2 separate regions of the Anser cygnoides genome follow, and region 2 is linked to region 1. The links are chromatin contacts, called in public Hi-C maps. All regions are on one chromosome and are shown on one strand. Each heading gives the region's core, a stretch centred on a gene start, on an enhancer-like site or on the middle of the called end of the contact. The rest is flanking DNA. Distances are from core to core; before and after follow the strand shown. Region 1 holds the start of CCDC122 (coiled-coil domain containing 122). Region 2 holds the start of TPT1 (tumor protein, translationally-controlled 1).

Region 1 (7,549 bases), core at 432-2,931:
ATAAAAATGGACATCCGCTAAACATGCAGAGAAAAAATATTCTGAAAAAAAAAAAAGCATTCTGTATGCTAAGAAAAAAGGATAGTTTTGGAAAACCTGATAAAAGGGATGCTTTCAAAATCTTTTTTTTTCTTTTTTTTAAATGCAAAAAGCTCTAACTTTATGTTGATTATTTAATGTTGTGGCTATTTCAGCATTTTTTCTCAAAGTAATAATAAATAAAAACTTCTGCTAAAACTTACTCTAATGAAGTCTTAGCTAAGGAGCAACCTTCCAAATAATGATGCACATGCAGTTTCAGCAAGGCCTAAATACCACACAGTGGAATAGAACAGCTGCCTTACAGTTAAATGCAAACACTCAGAAAAAAATGTACAATCACCTTATCTTGTTCACAGGAATACTTCCTCAACTAATGAATAAATTAAATGAATTAAACTCCTCTAAAGAAAGCTTATTACCTGTAACTGGAAAAGAACTGCTTTGTTTTTTTCTATCTCTGATGACTGTAAATGCTGCTGCTCTGCAACTTGTTTTACCACTTCAGTTAGTGATTGATAATTCTGCTTGGCCATTTTATAGAAGAGTTGACCTACAAAGACATAAAAGAGAAGCGAATTGTGTTATCAACATTCTGTTTAATTGGTAACTGTTAACGTACGAGTACAATACTAAGGACTTCCCTATGCTACATTTTGTTTAGCTATATGTACATAATCATATACACTCAATTTGGTTTTGTTCATTTTTTATTACCAAGAAGAGGTTACCAATGGGCAGATGCTCAAAGATGATGATTGAGAATCAGAACTCTATCTTCCAGAGTTTTATTAAATAAAATATTGCAATATTCTTCTGGCTTCTCCAAAGAACAGGTCCTTTTTTTTTTAAATCACAGAAACACAGAATCACAGAATGGTTGAGGTTGGAAGGGATTTCCAGAGACCATCTAGTCCAACTCCTCTGCTCAAGCAGGGTGACATAGAGCATGTTACTGCAGACATCTTAAATGCAATTTAAAGCATATATTCATATTTAGCCTGAATGCTTACATTATTGCAGTTACCATACTGCAAAACTATCTGTTAAACTATCCTTAATTTATGACAGAAAATAAATGGAGAAAGCTGTCACACTGGAAACCACAAACCAGTATCATTACAAAGAAACCCCAATGACTAGAAAGCTTTTAGTACCATCTTGGTATCACTTCAGATATCATAAATTAATGAAGAAAATCTGTATTGTAATAGAAAGTGGAACTAAATTGTGTTGAAAACATGCAAATATGACTTGCCACAAAGTGCACCTTCAGCGTATTAGAAGGCACACAGATGAACTGCGTCTGCAAGCTGGTATGCTCGGCCAGGAAACCACCTTTGTCATTTCGTATGTAGGGCTGTTGCTACTGTCGTGCGGCCATCCCTCACTTCTCCCCTCTACCGCGCTCCCCCAGCACCCTCACACCCCTCAGCACGGAGGAGCCCTTCCCCTTGTGGCACAGAGCCCCAAACACCCAAAAATCGTAGGAAGAGGAACGGAGCCAGGCGGGCGCCCCGCACATTCCGTCCCCCTCAGGAAGGCTGTAATGGCCGCCCCCGCCCCTTCCCGCCCAAACCGCCGGGGAGCGCCGGGCATGGGGCCGTGGGGCGGTGCGGCCTCAGGCGCTTGGGGGCGGACGGGGAACCTCGGGGAGGAAGGCGGTGTGAGGGGAGGCGGCCATTGCCGGCTTCCAAACGGCGCTAGGGGACCGGGGGAGGGCGGCCGTGCCTAGCAGGAGACAGAGCTGAAGCGTGGGGAACGACGCAGCCTGTCAGAAAGGGGGTGGGGGCTGCGCCGTGGGGCTGAGAGGGGAAGGGCAGCCTGGCTTGTCCCGCGGCTGGGGCACGTTTATATGGCTCCTGGGCGCCTTTATGTCCCCAGAGTTAGCGAGTGGCGTTGTATTAAACTGTGTTTTCTGTCATCATTTGTTAGTGTTCGATATGCACTGCAGAGGACCTAAGTTTTTCTGAGTGCTGTTGAGTTCCAAAAAATAAAAATAAAGAATCATAAACGTTGGAAAAAAACTCCAAGATCATCCGGTCCAACCATCCCCTACCACCAATGTCACCCGCTAAACCATGTCCGTAAGCACCATATCCAACCTTCCCTTGAACACCCCCAGGGACGGTGACTCCACCACGTCCCTGGGCAACCCGTCCCAGTGCCTGACTGCTCTTTCTGAGAAGAAATGTCTCCTCATTTCCAACCTGAACCTCCCCTGGCGCAACTTGAGGCCATTCCCTCTAGTCTTAATGTGCAGTCGTGGACGCATCTTGCCTACACACATATTCCTCACAATTCCAGGCTAAATAATTTTAACATTAAATTCCACTTTTTTTTTTAATTTAACAGCTAGACTCTGCATATGGTGGGTTTATTTCATCCCTTTTATGAGATGGCAGAAACTCAGTATAATACACCAGCTGGAGAAGTAATCCCAGTTTGACATTTTCAGTATTGTTTTGTATCCTGACAATTTTCAGACCTTTTCTTTATCCCTTTACAGCACTCTATACTGAAAATAATCCCTGTAAGTCTTTTTTTTTCTTCCTTAGTCTGATTAAAGGAAAGAAAATTGCTTTGTTTGTCTCTCTTTGTCAAGCCCCTGCTGTTAATTTTTAATGCCATGCCCTAGTTCAAACACATTTGACAGTGGGCTGAAAGCCTCAAAGATAACTGCTTTCTGCAAACTTCATGAAAATTGAAAATGTACTTCATGTAAATTTTCTCCACTGGGCAGAAGAGGAAGGACAAGATACCCACATCAGTTCCCTTTGGGACTGAATGCTGGAAGAGTTCAGCTCTCATCCCTTTGCCCAGTGTATGCTGGAAGACAATACAAAAAGGGAAATGGCAGGGGACTCCAGAGGTGTGTCCTGGACCTGGCAGAAATGTAGGTGTATTTCAGTTTGAAGAGAAAGAAGGGACAGGAGTCATAGGAGAGCAATTTGTAGGAAATTTGACTTTACAGATTCCTCTGTTCATGGAAAAAATATTTTAATTTTTTGTGTCTGTTTCTTCAGTTGTCATATGCTTATCATTGCTATGACAATGATTTTAGCAAGGCTGAGAAAATGTATTTATTACCATATGATTCTTGGACAAACCCTGATACAAATTCCACGTTCCCCTACTTGCCTTCTGACTGTTGAATTGCCCTGTCAAAACACTGGCTTTTTTTACCAAGCGCTGCAAAATTTCTCACTGCTCCAAAGAGAAGTTTCCTTCCTCATTTCAGGCGGTGGCAGTGAAGACTGGCATCTCTTAACCTCTGTCGGAGCCTTTCTGACTGTGCTTTTTCTTGCCTGACTGCTAAATCCTTCATTGGAACATGCCAGTACGCGTGCCTTGCCTTATAGATCCCTCAGAAAAGGAAACTTTTGGTCTGCACAAGTTTCCCCTTAACTTCTCTGTATTCTTGTTCTGCCATACGTCTCTGAATCTGAGATGGTGCTAAGCAAATGCACTGGCACGCGTGATGACAGCAGTAAGTTACATGGCAGGGTTAATGCTGCTTCCGGGTTTAATCCTTAATCACGGTGATGCCTTTCAGTACAGTTTGTTATTTCCTGGGGATAGTGACAGCAACAAAGCAGGGTCTCATCACGAAGAAGAAATACAGGTTCCCACTCCAATCTTACCTAGAATAGGAATTTCCATCTTGTACAAATCAGCTGCAAGACTGACAGTGAGAAGTGAGATACATATATAAAGCTGGCAGTGTGTTTATAGCAGATGATATCTTGCAAGAAGTTAAAAGGATTGACTGCCTGTTGTAAGTAATTTTTGTGTTTTAAACTCTTGACTTTACTTATAAAAACTGTGTGTACTTCAATTTTTTAATTTTAAGTGCTGATTTCTGTTTCTTCCACCTTTCCTAAATACCCTTAAGTTAAGAGAGGCATAATGTTTTATTTTAATCCAAGTTAAGAGGTTTTTAAAGTTTTTTTGTTTGTTTGTTTGTTTTGCTTTGTTGTTGAAGCTTTATTGCAAGTGTGCTCTCATCCCTGTTGATTTGGACTGCTTTAATGTTTTCTCTGGGCATCTCTCTCTGGCATGATGTTAAATATTTCTTTCCTGTTCTATTTTCCCAGAACAATGTCAGTTCTCTGAGTTTCTGTAAGATAAGATGATCTGTAGGACTCACAGATGCAGGAAATTGCCAGCAATCTTGTCTAGACCGACAGAGAATTTTCAGGACTGGACCTCTGGGTTTTCTGAAAGTTGCTTTTTAGATGTCTTTCTGAGCTGTCTCTTCTCCACCACTTGGTTTTACGTCTTTCATAGTTTCTTTTCTATGTTCACTTTGCATTTCTCCTTTTCACTCTTGATCTTCTCCTTACCTCTCCTCTCTCCTCATCATCTGTCATTTTCTTTGATTTTATTTTCTTGAAGCCTGTGCTAGAGAATCTTAGTACTCTCCAAATTTTTGTGCAGACAGAGTTTCAGAGAGTGAGTGGAATGGCTGACAGGTGGCCTTGGCTTCAAGTTTGTGCAACTATTTGTCTTACACTGTGTACTGGAACGCCCAACTCCTTTATTAGAGCACTTTATGCTCTATCTCTGATACAGTTATGTGCAGTGTGAATTTCCATTTAACACGGAACCTAGAGCGTGTTGCTTAAAACCTCAATAACCATGAATGCATTTCTAATAAGTCAAAGCGTTGATTTGCTTGGCAAGCCCATATTTTGAGAAGGGTTTTGTTTGCGGGACTTAGAAAGCAGTCATGAATTTCTATTACGAGTCTAAGCAAATTTACTTCTGACACCACTGACCTCAGTAGAGCTCTGTGATGCAAAACTGGAAGGATATGAGGGTGACTCAGCCCCATTGTTCTTGTGTGTACATCTCAATAATTGGTTCTGTGGACTTTTTGCAATGCATAGACAGCTTAATAATAATGCAGGCAGCTTCCTCTCCCTCAGCAAACACTTTCTTTGGTGGTATTCTCATGGGGAAATGTGAGGAAAACAATGAACTCCACTTACTTTCCTCTGTTGACATATCTGAAGTGGAGCAATAATCTGTTTTTCCACTACACCCCTCTGTTGTACTATCTTTGCTGAGGCTTTTAGCTGTAGTTAGGTTGGGACTTGTCATATTCTTACTGACCTCCCACAGAGAGAGTCAGGGTAAGGAAAGAAATCTCTGGATTTCCCAAGTCATGATGTTTGATATGAGACTGTTTCGACACTGTTTCCCTTGCAAGCTGTTTTCTCTAAAATCTGTTATCAGTTGTGTGCAAATAACACCCTGAGCAAAATCGAGAGTCATAAATTCCTTGGCAGATGCTTTTATCTGCTGTCACATTTTGATGCTTTCCGTTCACCTGTTTTGATAGTTGCTAATTAATCTTTGTAAGCGTTCAAGTCGCACAAAGGAAAACATCATTTTCAGTCAGGATTGTTTTTCTTCCAGTCTGGAGGAAAGAACAATGAAGAAAATAAAGAATGCATTCTGTAAAACCTCCTCTGAATAAACAGTCCAATAAAACAAAGGTCTCTGATCAGGTGTTAATTTGTGTCCATGCACAATTCATTCCTCTGCAGAGAAATGGCAGTATTAAGGAATAATCTAAATAACTATGGAGTCTTCCCACTGGTGATAAAGCTGAGTCACATTCGTCCCAGATAAAGCACAGTGCTTAGTCATGAAACAGCCATCTGCTCAAGGTTCCCAAAGAAAAGGGATCCAGTCTTTTGATCCACACCTCTGGAGGCTTTCACTGGAAACACTGAAAAATTATCAAGGACAGAGAAAATAAAATAAGATGCTTCTAAGGGAATATGTAAAATATGCATAAAAAATATTTCAAAAATATTTCATAGCAGAAAAAGGAAGAAAGAGATAGGCAGGTTTCCGAAGCAGACAGGAAGCCCAGAAGAGAGGGGGCGGGGGAAAAAACAACACAGAGAAAATGAAAGTACACCATGAGCCGCAAGACAAGCCGTGAACTACAGGATGGTTTTGAATAATCTCAATGCAGCTTGATTTCAGAGCAAAGACTGCAGTTAGCATAGTGAAGAAACAAACCAGAGGCTGTGCACAGTGTTTTATTTTTTTCATTTGGTTGTGTGTATTTCTTATGTTACTAGGTGAAGTTTCGGTATCCTGTGCTGAGTTCCTGTGTGTCGTGTGAGAAGAAGAACTCTGCCTAACATGTACCCCTCAATGTAGAAGCCAGAAATGAGCAAATTGGTATTTTCGGTTATGCAAAAGGGAGAAGTGTAAAAAATCTTGCAGAGGTCAGCGGGAAAGTTGTGGCTGTGCTCAGAGCCCAACACCCATACTGCCAGGAAGGGTATCAGATATGAGCTCCAACTCAGCGATACGTGTGTGAAATGCCTCAAAAAAAATTGTTCTAGAAAATCCTCCAGTCCCAGTAAGCTGATAGCGTGAAAACCTCCATGTCTGATTAGCCTTACAGGAGGTCCAAGCACTCAGAGGCCAAGAAGATCGTTATGTTAATGTGGGGTATTTGAATCAATAAATCTAGTATCAGGGACTAACCTTTTCTCATCTCTGATCTGGGATAAAACTGAGGTAGGTGTGGTGGTATGGAAATTTAAATAAATGTAAAATATTTCGCAGTTTCTGTAATTTTGCTGCAGTACTTTTTTTGCATTTTCTTTTAATTCAGGGGAGGAAATCCTAAGACAATAATTATAGCTATGTCACCTTATCTACACAACATCACTAAATACATTGCTTTAATAACATAACTCTATTTGTTTGGACTAATGGTGTCATCTTGGCTTTTTTTTTTTTTTTTTTTTTGGCTATTTGTAGGAATCTTTAAATTGCCTAGACTATGGAGGAAGCAATACTGATTGATCTGTTCAGCCTACCAGCCATCTTGCAGAACAACATCCAAGGACTGCTATGTAACACTCTGGAAACTATTGAGAAGTGCTCTTCCATCCCTGCTCCGTTTGTTTATGTCATGTGCTGCCAAGTGCAGGGCAGTGAACGGAAGGGTGAGCAAGATTCCTTGCTTCCAGCTCTGAGAGATTTCCAGAGTCTGAAGAAAAGACTTGAGGTGGTACGTGCTCTGACTACAGCTGCTGCGTTGTACACCATCAAACAAAGACTTGATGAAAAGGACATAAGCACCATTAAAATTATTCTCCCTACCTTAAGGAAAGAATTAATGAAAGTATATATAGACCATCTCTTTACTCCAGTCTACCAGTTTGAATTTGAGGATTTACAGGTGCCATCTGATTGTAATAACCTACAGATAACTGAACCTCAGAGTGAAGGGCAAACACTTTCCACACAGGACGTGGCGCTCATCCAAAGTGAGATTCAGATGTACTTGGAAAGCCTGCCGAGTCTGAAAGGGGAGCTCACCATCCTCAAATCTTCCCTGATCCCAGGTAAAGTGGACAGCAGCTAGTAGATTTTATGTAGACTGTTCGCAAGCGTATTTCTTCAAGGGAATTTCAAAATGGGTAAGATTTGGAAATGTCTTCAGGCAGCAAATATCTCCATATGGTGCTGT
Region 2 (7,111 bases), core at 318-2,817, 580 kb after region 1:
TTCCCACCACTCCTCCAGAAAACCAACCCACAAAGTTTTCATTTTGCTAGTGAATTAGAAGAACAGTGCCTGCCACTCACATCAAACTCATTTTACTTGTGGGTTTGTGCTAGACAAAAAAAAAGTCATTTCTAGAACACCAGGAGTATTATCCATCAGCATCACAGAAAAAGCATTTTCACCTTCAATGCCAGCCCACCAAAGTCTGAGCAATAGGAACTACATTTTGAACTAGCAAACAGCTCCATCTTACACACAGCTTTGGACATTTAAGTTGTCTAGTTCAGGAAGCTCTCCTTTACCACCCCACCCCCCTCCACACAAATGTTTGGCACAGAGGAATCAAAGAAAACAACAAGGTTACAAATACTACCCAAAGCATGTGATCTGGTCTTCTACCTCAGCCAAGATAAGCTTAGATAGTCCAGTATTGATTCTTTAGAGCTTCAGTTTTGCCAAGTATTAAGACATCACCGAATTTCACAGCCAGTTTGGCACCTGCATCAGAACTAACATCTACTAAGAAAAAAAACTCAACGCTATTTTTAAGATCTGTCACCTAGGAACCCTGCAGTCCCACCCAGAGAAAAAGCCCACCCGCACTTACGCTTTCATGTAGTCCTTGATGTACTTCTTGTACGACTCTTTTGTAAAGCTGGTTTCCTGAAGATGGTGGTTTATTACTATGTCAACACCAGTTATGACCGTGGCTTCTGTTCCCTCTCCCTCAGGACCTTCAGCAGAGGCATTGCCACCAATTAGAGAGTCATCAATTTGACCCTCTGTCCTGGTGACCATCTAGATTTAGAGACATCAAAAAACTTCAAGGCTCTGCGAAAAACCTCGACACTCCTGCTCTTCTTACACATCTACGGCCTGACAGCAGGGCATGACTTCAGAGCCACAGCTAGAGGCAAGAACACAGACTGCAGCCCGAGCGGGGTGTCCCTGGGCCAGGCTCCCCTCCTGGGGCCTGGCCACAGCCCTATTACAGGCTGCGGTCCCTCTGTGTCCCCCCCAACCCCTCTGAGGCACCCCTCGAACTGCCCCCCCCCCCCCCCCCCCCCAAAAAAAAAAACAAACAAAAACCAACAAAACCCAGCCTTTTCTCCCCACCCCATCTCCCCCCCAAAAAGAAGGCCGTGGGCCCACTCACCTTCCCCTCCACTTCCAGGCACAGGCCGTTCGCCACCTCGCGGATCTTGTAGATGTCCGAGAACATCTCGTCCTCTGTGGTGAGACACACACACACACACACAGCGCCCGTCAGCCGCCGCCATTTCGGGGCCGGGCCCCCCCCCCCCCCCGCGGGCATGCGCGGCCCCGCTCCCGGCCCAGGCCCGCTCCCCGTCCCCTCACCCTCTCCCCCCTCACCCCCCCCCCCCCGTCCCCTTACGGCTGATGCAGTCCCGGTAGATGATCATGGCGGCGGCGGGGGCGAGGCGGAGGGAAGGGCAGGAGCGGCCGGAGTGCTCTGCGCGGCGGCGGCGGGCGGCGGGCGGCCGGCAGCGAGGCGGAAAGGGCCGAGTCAGCGCCTGCCGGGGCTCATATAGCGGGCACGGCCCCGGCGCGTCACCGCGCCGCATGCGCGCTCCCGCCCCCCCCTCCGCCCGCCCGCCCTCCGTACCCCGCCGCGCACGCGCGCGCGCGCCCCCCGCGCGGCCGCCATTTCGTGACACCCCCCCCCCCCCCCCCCCCTTGACGGCGATGCCCTTCGCCAAGGGGCTCGGCCGTGTTTTGAAAATAACAATAAACGGTCATAATAATTAAATTATAATAATTTAATTAAATTATAATACTTAAATAAAATAATGATTGAGAGGTTGTTAGGCTCCTCCTACCACTACTTTTCCCTTTTCCCTCAGATACGTCGGTTTGCACACAGACACGCCATTTCTTGTTGATGGACTGACTGGGGAAAGAGAGAAAAATGTTGTTTTTCTTCCAAGGATTAGGCGCAGCAGTCAGGCTGAGGTGAAAGGCAGGATAATAAGGGCAGTAATGCTGCCCTAGGCTTTGTTTTACCACCCTTGCGCACACCTCCATGCATCACCTTATCTCCATCAAAATAAATGTAGACCTCCCTTGAGCCCTGATTCTTAGGGGACATTGACAAAAAACCTTCAGAAGACATCATGGGACTTAAAACACCTAATGCTGCCAACAGTCCCAGACGTGACAGAGATATCGGAATCACAGAATTGATATACGGAATAGCAGGGCACAGGATGCAATTCTTTGTCCCTCATCCTCCTCACAGGATGCACTTCTCTGTCCCTCACCCTCCTCAGGCAGTAAATTACTCATTGCTTTCTTTGTGGGGGTCAGAAGAGCTCCTCTTTATATCTCCTCCTCCTCCCCTGCTATCCCTTCCTTTGCTCCATATATCAGTGCCTTTTATTTTTTCTTTCATTCCTTTTTTCTTTTTTTTTTTTTAATTTTTTTTAGATGGTCTAGCTGCTTACATAATCTGAATTTATAAGTGGTTGTTCTCCACCATGTTTTGCTTTCAAGACTACTACGGCCACTTCAGACCTGAGGAAGGGGCTTCTGCCCCCAAACTTGTGTTTTTAATCGGTGTCAGATGGCCTGATAAGAACTATTCCCTTTCTTTGCGAGCCTTGCCACAGTGGAAAAAGAGCAGCTTACATCTTTAGCAGTGGGCTGAGTGACGGGAGAACATTTGGCTCCTTCTCCGCAGCTTAATATGCAGCTAAAAACATCCACTTTGTAGGTGTGCGTCGGCTTGGTTTCATTTTGAAGAGATTGTTCTAGAAAAAAATGAATATTTCTATAGTAGCATCGAAACCTCGTATAAATTCGGTGACTGCCTGTTTACTGGAGTCAGGGTAGAAACCCTCTGGCACTCCTGGTAGAGTAAATGGACCTCCAGGTGGCTTTTCCTGCAGCTCTACATTCAGACTTGCAGCCATGAAATGGGAGATTTTTGTTTAAAATGCATCAGTTAAATAGGTCAAGGCTCCTGTGTGAACACCTATTTGATGTGGAGTTAAGCTAAATCAACATCGAATTTTAAAAGCTTTAAATGAAACTAGGAGCGTTGACAAGGTTTTGCACCCTTTTAACCTGAGTTGCTTCTAAAACTGATTTAAACGCAGACAACTGTGAATAAATCCTGGGACTAATCCTGGTGATATTTAAATTGCTTTAGGCTTTGCTGCGGTCTAACCCGGGTGGGCAGCTCAGCACCACCCAGCCGCTCGCTCGCTCACTTCTCCCACAGTGGGAAGGGGCAGTGAATCAGGAAGGTAAAAGTGTGAGAACCCGTGGGTTGAGATAAAGACAGTTTACTGGGGAAAGCAAAAGCAGTGCGCACAAGCCAAGCAAAACAAGGGGTTGATTTACCGCTTCCCAGCGGCAGGCAGGTGTTCAGCCACTTCCAGGCAAGCAGGGCTCATCACGTGTAACTGTTTCTTGAAAAGACAAATGCCATCACCCCTAACGCCCTCCCTTCTTCCTTTCCCCCATCTCTTATTGCTGAGTGTGCTGCCACATGGCATGGGACATCCCTTTGGCCAGTTTGGGCCAGCTGTCCTGGCTGTGTCCCCTCCCAGCTCCTGGGGCGCCCCAACCTCCCGCAGGCAGGGCAGCACAAGGAGCTGAACAGTCCTTGGCTCTGAAAGCACTGCTCAGCGGCAGCTAAAACATCTGTGTGTTATCACCATTATTTTCATCAAAAACCCAAAACACTGCATTATATGAGCCTTTGAGAAGAAAATTAACTCTATCCCAGCCAAAACCATGGCAGCTTTGCAATAAGCACAGAGATACTAGTGCTGAGAATTTTCCTGTGATGCCATGTAAACAGATAATTATTTACCGTGCTGATCCTTTGTGATGAAATAGATTAGAAAATGCATTAAAAAACAGTTTTTCAGAAAACAGCATTCTTTGAAGAAAACTTTAGTATTCCTCACTTGCTTTCTCTGTAGGCACCTCATGCATTGAGCCAGGGTTAATGCATTTCAAAGCAGTTGTCTAAAAAGGCGGTCCCTCTGCAGCAGGGGGCATTTTAGATGCTGATTGACATCTAAAATGACAAGACAGGTTTTCCTGACAGTGCATCTCATCTCTGGAGACATATAAATCCCCATGGGCTGACAAATTCCTGTGTTTTTATAGATAAGCCTTTGAATATCGTTTGAGCAGGATTTTCTAGGCAGGTGTCTACAGAGTTGTGCAAGAAGCCTCTTTCATGGAAGATGCATCTCAGCTAGTCATGAATTACTGCAGTGCTACTCAATTACACTAAATATTAGCATCTGATGATCATTGTGCTCAACTAATTACTTGTGTCTTGGATTAAAATGGCAGACTACAGCTGATACTTTGCTATTCTTTCTCTAAGCAAACAGTATGCTTTCAGCCCATCATGGCGACTTGCCTTGAATGGTATGGAAAGCGAGGAGATCCTGCCCACAACTAAGCCACCTGCGAGGTGCAGTGTGTGGGAATAAATGAGATATGAAGCTGAGGAAGAGAGGTGAAGCTGGGCAGTGGAGCAGGGATGGAGGCAGTGTGTTCTAACCTTTAAGGAGGCTGTGAAAGTCACAGAGGAGTGATAACATTTTACATCAGATATTGAATGTAAGGAGAGGGACCTGAAATGTGTATGACCTGATGGAGAAAAACTGAAAAATTGAAGACTAACCAACACAAGACAAGCCAGGCAGTCACTATGGTTGTTTAGGTAGGGTTTGTACTAGACTTAATAGAGTGTTCTTGGTTCCCCAAGGACCAGATGTCAATACCCTGGGCCATCAGCCCCTGCCCCAGTGAGGCCACAGCAGGGCCAGGTTCCAGCTCCCCACAGTCCTGCCCTGCCCAGCCATGGCCCCACTGCGCCAGCCCCATGTTCAGGCCTTGGCTCATTCCCCAGGGAGGTACCTGGGGTGCCCCCTTTCAGTCCCTGTCAGTAATTGGGAACTTCTGGATTTCAAACCAATATTTGTAACTTGGAGCTCCCTTGGCAGTGTACTAAGCCAGAATCCCAGACCACAAGACAGGCACTGGAAAGAGTTGAGCTTTGACTACCAGTGTAGTTTGTCCGGTCCAACCTACTCACAGTGGAATACGGATTACATAGATAAAGGATTAGATAGATAAAGGCACCACTTTTCAGAATGCTAGAAAGGTCTTCTGTTTAGCAATCCCACCTGCACTCAGAAGCAATGCAGATTTTATTACTCTGATGTTCACAGTTTTTGCAGTTCTTCATCTTGTGGCCAGGTCCCTGAAAATCCTCTGCATCTTCCATGGTTTTACACCCACTGCTCTGTTTCACTTAAGGCTGGCTAGCTGCTCTTCTTCAGGCAGACAGAGAGGTCCCTGGATAAAAACAAAAAGCCTTTTTATCCATGCCATCAAAAGCACTATTTCAGCTTACCTAGAGCCCTTCCAGTGGGGATGTGTGAGGGTGTCACGCTGGCCTGCACCACAGCTGGTGCTTTTTTAGTAAAAACAGGACTTAAACTGCCAAGATAAGAACTTTAAAGCAAGGGTACTGCCCAAAGCTGTAGCCGTGTTTTAGACTGGCTGTCCATTTGACTAGAGCTATGGTAGAAAAGCCCAGTTTTGCTCCTGTCTTGGATCTTGGCTGATTTTTACACATTGGACAAATGGCCTGAATAGGTGGAAGACACTTTATCAAGGCCAGTGGGCCAATGAGCAGTCAGGCCAATTTTCTAAAGGAAAATCCCCTGAGGGCTTTTAAACACAAAGAAGCAACACGAGGTTCAGACAGGCTGTGAGCCACATGCTTCGGGAAGCTGAGGGGGTGTGCTGGGGGAAGTGCCGCATTACCCTGGCCCTGGCCCTCTGCTCTTCCCCAGGCTTCCGCTGCCGGCAAATGCCAGAGGACACCGAGCAGATGCTGCACTAGAGGCATCTTGGTTTGCCTCCGTATGGCTCCTCTGGTGTTATGTTCCTGAGCGCAGAGCAGAAACGATCAATTGCAGGCACAGGACAGAGAACTGGGCAGTTCCTGTACTGTCGGTAGAGAAGCAATGAGTGGACTGTCAACAGCCTTCCCTGTCCCTGCAGGCTTTTGAGGATAGGCTAGACTAGAAACTGCCTCAGGTGAGATCAGGAATCATGTCAGATCCATCATGAATGGCAGATAAAACCCGATCCTGCCCTGCAACAGAGAGACAGCCTGCCCCCAGGTCCTTTCTAGCCTTATTCTGTGTGGCCCAATGACTCTTAGATGAGCCGTGTGCTGTCATTTACACCTGTTTAGTATGGTTACACAATTGGGATAAAAATAATTCCCTCATATCCCTATTTAGAATGGACAAGAGGGTTTGGAAAAGGGATGTTGCCAGAGAGGAGTGTGCTCATTGTCCTGCATGGCAAGATGGGTGTGTGTGGAAATTATGTGCACCGAGGGAGAAGCATTCAGGTTCTGCAGCGCCCAAAGCTTTAATCCCGGTACAATTTCATACTATAGTCCTATTTGAATATAAAATTATATGGTCCTTTGACTCAGATTAGAGATATGTGGGAGAAAGGGCTCCCTCCTTCCATGCCAAACTGAAGGAAAAGGGGAGCTGTGATTTAAGTGCTTGTGTTTGCAGTGGTCAGACTCTGCCCTATCTGCATGCAGTGATCCCTAAGCTCACCGGTTGGACTTACAGCAGAGCAGTAGAACTATAAATTAATGCACAAAAACAGAATCAATGCACACCTGACTGGTTCAGTTGCTTTGCAAAAAATATATATATATATATATGTAAATAAATAAATAAATAAAATGAGGGTGTAATTCATCCTATTTAACGTCACAGTTCCATCTCATATCTTAGCTGTTTTTTCTGGATCTTCATCCTAGGTCATGACTTCTACCTCCGGAACCCCCTCCCGATTCCAACAGCTTTTTTTCTAAGGCCAAATAGCACCTCTGCCTATGCTGAATTGTGGCCTTGGTTAGCCAGCCCCGTTGGGAGGACTTCAACGAGCCTGTCCCCACTAGATGTCTGTGTTTGCCCTCCAGATGTAAGGCTCTCTGCTTCTTGAGGTGCCTGTGATGTGCAGAGATATCCCACTAGGTGGCAGGACAGGAGCCGGTGGATGGCAGGCAGGGCACTCCACA

What was found. A called contact is a pair of places that touch in the nucleus more often than the background predicts.
Region 2: a Hi-C map of liver shows a contact between it and region 1, with 2.4 times the contacts expected there. The contact joins the promoter of TPT1 here to the promoter of CCDC122 in region 1. A contact is called at or near these places in 3 of 7 Hi-C or Micro-C datasets (granulosa cells and liver).

The regions. Positions count from the first base shown.
Region 1 is chr1:181,097,548-181,105,096 of Taihu_goose_T2T_genome, forward strand. It overlaps CCDC122 (coiled-coil domain containing 122), which reads right to left and starts at 1,682. Exons shown (of 5, transcript XM_013179691.3): 1 at 1,310-1,682; 2 at 462-592. The coding sequence starts at 575. It overlaps LACC1 (laccase domain containing 1), which reads left to right. Exons shown (of 6, transcript XM_066988398.1): 2 at 6,835-7,424. The coding sequence starts at 6,857.
Region 2 is chr1:181,678,005-181,685,115 of Taihu_goose_T2T_genome, forward strand. TPT1 (tumor protein, translationally-controlled 1) reads right to left here and starts at 1,568. Exons shown (of 6, transcript XM_066988516.1): 1 at 1,397-1,568; 2 at 1,157-1,230; 3 at 608-798. The coding sequence starts at 1,424.